Linked DNA regions of Sus scrofa: region 1 is linked to region 2. Evidence: chromatin contacts called from public Hi-C data. All regions are on one chromosome and are shown on one strand. Each heading gives the region's core, a stretch centred on a gene start, on an enhancer-like site or on the middle of the called end of the contact. The rest is flanking DNA. Distances are from core to core; before and after follow the strand shown. Region 1 has its middle 58 kb from the start of VAPA. Region 2 holds the start of PIEZO2 (piezo-type mechanosensitive ion channel component 2).

Region 1 (4,499 bases), core at 1,782-4,281, 550 kb before region 2:
CTAACATAAAATATGATAAAGATAGTACAAAAAGGGAAAACAGCAGCTTCATCTCACATATGAATATAACTGCAAAATAAAATATTAATACAGAAAATTTATAAGAAAATAAACTTTCAGTAAATAGACTTTATTGCAGCAATACATGAACAAGTCCGTCACAGAAAGTTTATGAGTATAATTTATTGCATTGCATTTCCTATGAGAAAGCCCATAGAAATATATCAATAAATGTTGAAATTTTAACGACCAAATAAAACTATTTAATAGGAATGGAAAGAAATTACTAAGATGTAATAAAGTCCGTTTGGTAGATATTGTAATATCGGGCTTCTGTCTCCTTCCAGCCATCCAGATGGTTACACTTCCTGGTTCCATTGAAATCATCAGGGTGGAGTCGTGGGAGAGTAGGGGTGAGAACACTGTGCTTCAGGGATCCAGGAAGATTTGCCCTGTGATGAGAGAGCCACAGGATTGAGACAGCCCACTTTGTGTTACTTTGTGGAGAACGGCATGCCTTGAGCTTGTCCAGATCCACAGCTGGCTTTGTGGGAGTGAGAAATAAATGTGTGAATCCACTGAGATTCTGGAGTTGTTACCACAGACACTATAACCTCTTTTGACCAGAGGTTGTTGGAAAAGTTTGCCTGCAAAGGGCTAGATAGTAAATGGTAAATATTTTAGATGTTACAGGACATATGGTCTCTGTCGTAACTACTCAACACTTGTAGTAAAAAGCAACCATAGGTAATACGTAAATGAGCAGGCATGGCCATGTTACAATAAAACTTTATTTATAAAAATGGGTAGCAGATATTGCCCTTCTGTTCCATCAATCTGTGTGCCTGCTTTTGTGCCCGTACCACACTGTTTTAACAACTGTAGTTTTGTAGTATAGTCTGAAGCCAGGGAGCATGGGGCAGCTCTTGCAAGCCAGCCAGAGTATTGAGTTGTTATCAGTGTGCTGCCTCTGTGCTGGGACAAGCAATTCTGTGCATGGTTTTCAAGAGTAGAGTCTTGGTTTCTCACAGCCCTTGGGTGAGCCCCACTGGTTTGCAGGCCAACTCAAAGGGCTTGTCTTCCAGATCTCGGACCCCAGGCCTGGGTCCCTGATATGTGGTTTGAACCCCTCACTGCCTGGGGAGGATCCCCAAGCCTGTGGTGTCCCTTCCCCCGCTAGGGGTACAGGTCCCCACTAAGTTGCTGCTCCTCCTTCCAGCCAGACACCATGTGGGTCTTCCTTTACAGCCTTGGTTGTGGAAGAGCTATCCTGCTAGTCATCCCAGTCGATTTCATCATGAGTTGTTCTATGTGTACTGCAGTTTGAGGAGGTGATCTCAGCCTCCCCCTACTCTGCCATCTTGATCCTGCATCTGTGCTGAGATTTACTGACCTAGAGATGGGCTGCAGGCATGGCAGTCTCCAGGGGTGTAATCCATTGTCCTCAGTACCCAGGCATGAGGAGGCACAGGGCTGAGTATCAGCCCTGGACATGGGACTATGTCCTCCCAAGGCCACCCAAGCCCTTGTCCTGAGTGATTACGGTTTTGTATAACTGCTTCACAACAAGCGTGCAGACCACCTTGGCTTTCTGGGGTGCAGCTCTGTCATAAAACATCCAGCCAGTCTCTGCCATGTGGTGGGTTTCCCTGACAGGTCTGTAATAAAGTCCATTAGAGGTTGCCATATTTGATGGCCCCACCACATGCTCCCTGCCTTCAGGCTGGCAGGCAGGCACGCCAGTACCCCCTTGTGTCCTTGGGAATCCAGTGGAAACAGACTTTTTCTCCACGGGCACTGAATGACCCCACAGGTGCTATGTGAATTTTTGGGCTCCACATTTGCCAGTTTCTGTAGAGAGTCCACCTGAGTGAACAGCTTTGGCAGCACTTCTCCTTGAATTGTCAGAGCAAGTTGTGCAGTTAGTGACCCTGCCACGGGATTGACAGGAGTGAGCCAACTGCCCCAAACTGTGGCTCTCGGATGCCCTGTGATCAGTGCTGCGCCCTGAGCGGAAATGCAACACGGCCACTGTCCCACGAGCCCGGGGAGTCAGACTGTCCTTCCTGAACTGGCACAACAGTTGTGTGACTAAACTCAGGCGTGAACACACGAAGGTGTGGGCACTGCCAAGGACCTGGGTGATATTTGAATAGCTCATGGAGAGGTTTTCTGAGCACTGTGTCAGTTAGGGATGCCTTTGAGAGTGACAAAAATGATGAACAGTTGCTTAAAAAGCAGGAGTTCACTACCTTTCCCTGTAACAGGAAGTCTCAAGGAGGCAACTGGGGCATCACTGCAACTCGGTGACGTAGAGGTGACAGTTCCTGGGCCTGGGGCCTTTCCTCCATGGTGGTTACAGGGCACTGGGGCTCCTCCCAGGATGATGCAGAGGCAGGAGGGGCAGAGACTAGGCAGACGACCTCCACGTGGCCAGATCTGTGTCACATGGCTGCTCCCATCACGCAAAGGAGCCTGGGAAACGCACACCTCCGGGTATTGTCTTCAAGGAAAAGCAAGTGGGTGGTGGTGGGGGTGGGAGGATGGCGGCAGGGGGACTGGCTGTCGGGGGGAGCAGGTGCCTTCCAGGAGCTCCTTCTGTGCATGTGCACCTGTGTCCTTGTGCTGGCTGGGGGTCTTGGGATGTCACCATCCTGTTGGAACGCCTGTGACAAGTTCTTTATGGCAGGCAAGGTCTTTATTGCAGGCAAGGTCTTTATTGCAGGACCTGGGGAGTGTCGCCTGGAGCTTTACAGTTTTCTTGTCACCTTTGAGTCTTAACTAAGAAGGCAGGATGGGAGGGAAAGGGGAGGCTTCAATGTGTGAAAGCACCAAACCCAACACAATTTATGTGGACATTGTGATCATTTCTATGCTGAATTAATGAACTCTATCCTCTCCTTTTTTGGCTGGAAGAACACAAAAATCCCAATGAAAGGAAACAGATGTCGTTGCTTTGAGCGTTTCCAAAGGAAACTGCAGTAAAATCTGAAACACGCGGTGGAAAGGCCTGCTGTGTGACGGCACTGCTCTGACAGCGCTGCCCTCCGCCAGCTGGGTAAGTGCAGCATGTGCCTCCGGCCAGCACAGCCCCCACATCAGAGGAATCCCAAGAACAAAGTCAGGGAAACGTTGGGGAAAAGCTCAAACTGTGCTTCTAACTGCGCCTGGTTCTCCTTTTAAGCAAAAGCGGAGTCCAAAGGAGGACGTGTGGGCTGGTAATTAAACGTGATTTATGAGCCGGGAGGAGAGAAGACAGTCTGGGGGAGGACCATCTTCGGTGATCGGTTTATAGGCCCCGGGTAGCCCCAAGCCTCCGGCCCACCCCTCAGGGGAGGGACCTTGGGTTGTGGCGGCTGCTGTAGTCACTGTGGGACTCTGTGTCCAGGGACGTTGACCCTGACCAGGGGCTTTGAAGCCCTGGGGCAGCCCCCTCCTCCGTGCAGGCTCAGGGGAGCCGGCAGGGGGGGATTTCTTACCTCCCCCAGCGGGAGGTCGGTGGACACTGTGTCCCCACCAGGCACAGGGGCCGGAGTTCTGCCTCTTCCTCTTTCCTTCCTCTCTTCCCACCCGTGCAGTTTGAGACCGAGAATCAAGGAAAACAAGAAGGAAGCTCCTGATGGGGACCCCAGTGGGAGTGTGGTTATTGGTGGTGGGGACCCCAGTGGAGACCTGGCTGTTGGTAGTGGGGGCATGGCTGTTGGTGAGGACCTGGGGGGGCATGGTTGTTGTTGGGGTCCCCAGTGGGGGTGTGGTTATTGGTGGTGGTTCCAGTGGAGGCATGGGTGTTACTGGTGGTGGGGTCCAGGGGCACCTTCCCTGAAGGGGGACTGCTGGGTGGAGGTCGCTGACCTGCTTGGCTCTGCAGCCCCCACCTGCCCTAGCCCCCTCCCTACCCCCAACCCCCCAACCCCCACTGTGCTCCATGCCAGTTCCCCAAGAGGCTTGAATTCGTAATTGAGTAAAACCGATAGGGCAGTGATTGTCTAGATGAAATGTGGGCTGGGCTTCATTTCAACTTGGCCGTTCTTGTTCTCCTGCTGGATTTTTTGGGTTGAATGTTCCAAGGCAACTTTAAAAGGGCACGGCTGGGTGTGCCCTAAGTTTGATTTGTGGTTTCTCTGTCTACTTGTAAATGGAAAGCCCCAGCAAACAAAAGGCCCAGCTCTGGGGTCCAGCAAACAAATTGCAGAAGCCCAGGGTGGGGCAGTGGGAGTTAGTGGGAACGGGGGTAAAGCAGGCTCCCAGTTGGTTGAGAATAAAGTTAGTATTCCGCCCTGGTATGTTGTGCCTGCCAAGAATACGAGCCGCGGCTGTGTTAATAAAAGTGTGTTCAGCAGAGGTGGGTCGCCTTGTTCTGGCTTAGCGGGACCACCCGCGGAGCACGGCTGGGTCCTGCGAGGGGCATCTCTCTCTTCCAAGGGGTGCAGCTGATGGGGGCACTCTGGAAGAACAGCCAAGACCACGTGGCCCCCAAACCTGCCAGAGAAATGGAGAGT
Region 2 (4,245 bases), core at 1,513-4,012:
AATGGGTTCTTTCCTCACGGACCTGTGAGGGTGTTAGCTGAGGGGTGGTGGGGGGGGGCGGTCATTGCTAGATCCTCCTAGGAGCTCTGCTCTCACCCAGGCAGCAGGCAGGGAGCAGGGGATGAGGCAGTAGGTCCATATCCTTCCCCTCCCCCCGTTCACTTTCCGGTGAGGGTGGGGGAGCAACAGGAGGTAACAATAACGTGATGCCACCCCCCCAACACCCCCCCACCCCCCCCGCACATCCCCAGATGCACTCACATACCCCAGGTGAGCCTCCCTGCACCCAAAAGGCGGGGAACCCAGAGGAATGAAGTGGAAATGGAAGGCAGCAGGCTGGAGCCAGGAATGGAAGGCAGGGGCACAGGCACCCACGGTCCCTAGACACCCCTCTCCTGCCAGGGAAGGTCCAGGCCTGGAACTCACTTGCATGGGCATCCTTACCCACAGCCAGCTTGGCCAGGTCCCAGCATGCCCGGGGCGGTGATCACATCGCAGGGCCCAGGGGCGAGGGGAAGAAGCCAAGGGGAGGGGAGGGGCCGGGTGGCGCTGGTGGGATGCCTTCTGTGAGACAGTGGTCCCTGCTCCTCCCTGCGGCACCCCTGGCAGCCTCTTGATCTCACTCCAGGGCTGGGAATGTGCCGCCCTAATCCTCAGGAGGGCAGAGCACAACAGTCTTCCCTCCTTATGTAGAAGGGCTGCAGTGTAGACCACCAAGATAAGTCAGAATGACACAACCCCCATTCCAGGGGCATGCTGCACACTGGGCAAGTGAGCTGGGTCCTGTGAGGTCACTGGCCATCAGCTGTGATCCCTGCTGTCTCACCACTCCTAGGTGTGCAAGTCACAGCCCCGCAGGTAACCCACCTGTATAACTCTTCCAAAAGTACCAGGAAGCCACCACCCTGTGGTTGGGTGGTGGGGGAAGAAGGGGAGGTGGGGGTAGGAGGGGAGGTGGGGTGGAGGGAGTTCGGAGGCCAGGGGAGCGCCTTCTGACCCTGGTGCCACTCCCCACCTCACTGGCAACCACAAATAGGCCAACATCAAAAGCCCCTGGTTAACCTAGGAACCAGCTTCCACTCTGCAAATAGGAAGTGAGCCAGGCACCTAGCTAGGCCCTTCAAATACAGAGCGGGTCCCCAGATGGACACCCTGTGTTTGCACCAGAAGCAGCCAGCGTTGTTTCCCCAGATCGCTTTCCTAAAGCCTCTTTTCTTCTCAAACTCCAGCAAACTGGGGAGGAGAGAGACCCAAGTGGGCTTGGGTGGGAGCTGCTTCGCCTACAGGGGCGAATATCAAGGACAAAGAGCCCTGCAAAATGGTCCTGCCTGGAAGCCAAAGTGGCAAAGAAGAGGCTGAAGCTAGAATGCACTGCCCCTCCTCCTGCCCCAGGACCAGGCCTCCAGAGCCAGGGACTGGTTCCACTCAGAGAGCCTTCTCGGGTTTTCCACGGATGTTTCTTGCGTGTTAATACTTGACTACAACCTCACACACACACACACACACACACACACACACCCTTGGGGAGCTGGGATGGACCCTCATGAACCCACCCACCCACCCCAGCCACTTTTAGATTACCTGCTCAAAGAAAATGCTTAGCACAGGTGTGATCTTGAGTCCCCACCTCTGGCAAAATGGAAAAGGGTGTTTTGGGTGGTGTGTTTTTGTTTCTGTTTTTGTTTTTTTCTGCAAAGGGCAGGCTCTCTCTGTAAATTCAATTGCTCTTTGGTAAGAAGTGCTTTGTTTTCCAGCTCTGGTGGGGGGAGGGGAAATCTAGGTGCCCACAGCCACCACAGGTGTGGGGTTCTGTGTAGCAGACACACCTATTAGAGGGGGAACACAGAAACTCTCACCCCAAGGCCATGGCAGGGCCAGTGTCCTCAGATCTGACAGCCAGTGGCTTTTCACACCCCCCTAGCCCTAGAGATGGTGGGACCTTTGCCTGGGAGTCAGCAAGGCTCCCTTCTGGCCCTCCCTTAACCCTCGAAGTCCCAGTGTGGCTTCCTAACCCTCTACGGATCTGTCCCCACGGGTGCTGGATTGCGAGATTGGGTCCTGGTGTCTGCTTTTGTTGTACGGGCTTTTGTGGGAGTAAAATGAAGGAAGCAACTTCAGGGCGCTGCCTCCCTGAACCGTCCTTTCCTTTTTAAAAGGACCTGAGTTCTTAACTCTTCCATCACAGTGGCTGTAATATGGGATAGGGGAGAGATGGCCTCGGAACCGTTGGATGCACCGTGTGCCCTGTGTCTAGGGACAGGGGCGAGGGACTGTAATAGGATGAGTGCTGCACCTGGGAAAGGGGTCTCCAGCTGCCTTCAGGCCAGATTCGGATCCTTTGTGCACAAGTCAGCACTCCGCGAAAAATTCCACGTGTGACTAAGTTCAGCACAGCCTTCAGCCCACGCCGAGTCCGATCAATCGCCTGGACTCTGCAGCTGGACGGGTAAGAGAGACCCTAATCATGGAGACCCCGGTGGTGCGACGGCGCGGGAAGTGCGAGTACCTGGTTGTAACACTCAGGACCGCGGCGCGTGCTTCTTGAACCAAGTCCAGGCCACTGCGACCTGGATTCTCCAAAGACCACCCCATCCCCAGGCGCCCCTCTCACTCGCCCCCAGTCGGAAAACACTCACCTACTGCCAGGCAGATGGGGAGCAGCAGCCTGAAGATGAGCCCGCAGACCACTTCCGAGGCCATCGCGGTCAGTCCGGCGAGTCCGAGCAGAGGGGCGCGGCTCGCGGGTCCCTAGGACTCGGGTGCCAAGCCCATACCCGCCTAGGGCCTCCTGCGGCCGGCGGCTCGAAGCCGCCGGGGCATCGCCTGGGCGAGGGCCGCCGCGTTATGCGCCCCGAAGGCGCGCTCTCCGCTCCCCCGGCCGCCGCTCACCAAGCTCTAGGAAGCCCCCTCGCCGGGCGCCCGGCCTCGCACAGCCGTCCCATCCAGTGTGGAACTTCCCGATCCGGCGTCGGCGGCTTCTGCAGCCGGTGTTGGAGGCCGGGGCGCTTTGGGAGGGTCCCGCGGGGCGGCGCGGCGGGGAAGGGGCGAGAAGGGCGTGCTGTCCTTCCGTCAGCTCCTGGGGCGCCGCTCAGGGGCGGCAGGGAGTTTCTCCGCCGATACGCCTCCAAGCCAAGGCGCCTGGGCTGCCGGCCCGGCCCTCTGCCCACGCAGCTCGGCCGGGTTCCTGGGAGTAGCCCCGGCCCGGAGCGGCCCCGCCGCGGCTCCCGGAGCAGCGCGCGTCTCAGCCTCTACGCCCCGGGACTTCGGGCGGGAGAGACCCGGGCTCGAGCTGCTGGGCGCGCGGAACCATCCCCGACAGCGCGGGGCTCGCGGGACAGCGGCCAGAGGTCGAGACGAAGGCACGCGAGGGGGCCAGCCTCCACTCCCTCCTCCGCGGCCTCGACTTAAACGAGTAAAATGAAAACTGAACGCCGCCCGGCGGCCAGCGCGCCCCCGACCCGCGCGGTGCTGCCTCGCCCTGGAGGCGCAGCCCCGGCTCCCGGGCGGGCGCGCACTTCTCCACCTTCACTGAAACTTTCGAAGCCGCGCTCGCGGACGGGCGTGCGCGCAGGCCAATGGGAGGGCGGCTCGGGAGCGGCGCGCCGGGTCCCGCCCCCTGGGCTGCCGGAGGCGGGGGCACCGGGAGGGGGCACGGGGCTAGGGTGCAGGGGGAGACCCGGCTTCAGAGCCGGCGACCAGGAGCTAGTTCGCACTCCTATCGCGCTGCCTCGTCCGTGGTTCTGCAGACAGAAGGAACCGTCGTGGCATCATGTCCAAAGGGCGCAGCCTGAGCTCGCCCCAGCCCAGGGAGTCCTTTAATGCTAGAGGAATGGTGCACAGGCGACTGGAGGGCAGCCTTAGACAACTTTATGGGACTGTCACGTGTGCCAGGTCCACACGTGCCCACTTGCACTGATTGAGAAGAAGAGAAGCAGAATCCAACCAGTGACCCTGTCCATATTCAATCTTGTGTGAAGTTTCAGCTCTGACGGGGCTCAGGATCCTTCAGCAATGGGCACGGATTCGGATGTGCACCCACTTTGTATATTGTGGAGCGCTCTTGTTTTCGCCTCGGGCTTATTTGTTGCTTGTCATGGCCCCTGGGAAGAGTACATTGTTTCCCTGATCTCCTCTTAACCTTCCTTTTTTCTCGTTCTCTCTGTGAGACCTAGAGAGCTGTGGTTCCAGCTGGGAGATGGCAGCGAGGCTGGGTCCCTCATTTCAGGTTTATCCAACAGCGGGGGA

Evidence for each region. A called contact is a pair of places that touch in the nucleus more often than the background predicts.
Region 1: a Hi-C map of subcutaneous adipose tissue shows a contact between it and region 2, with 1.8 times the contacts expected there. The contact joins the enhancer-like site here to the promoter of PIEZO2 in region 2. A contact is called at or near these places in 5 of 47 Hi-C or Micro-C datasets (embryonic fibroblasts, epiblast stem cells, mesenteric adipose tissue and 2 more).

What each region holds. Positions count from the first base shown.
Region 1 is chr6:98,194,488-98,198,986 of Sscrofa11.1, reverse strand. No RefSeq gene overlaps it. Among named protein-coding and RNA genes, the nearest start is that of VAPA, 58 kb to the left of the region's middle. Within about 2 kb of position 3,031, at least 28 of the 83 cell types and tissues checked have an H3K27ac peak or open chromatin away from gene starts, as enhancers often do. A contact at or near this core is called in retroperitoneal adipose tissue and subcutaneous adipose tissue, where this site is marked.
Region 2 is chr6:97,642,632-97,646,876 of Sscrofa11.1, reverse strand. It overlaps PIEZO2 (piezo-type mechanosensitive ion channel component 2), which reads right to left and starts at 2,762. Exons shown (of 53, transcript XM_021096049.1): 1 at 2,637-2,762. The coding sequence starts at 2,700.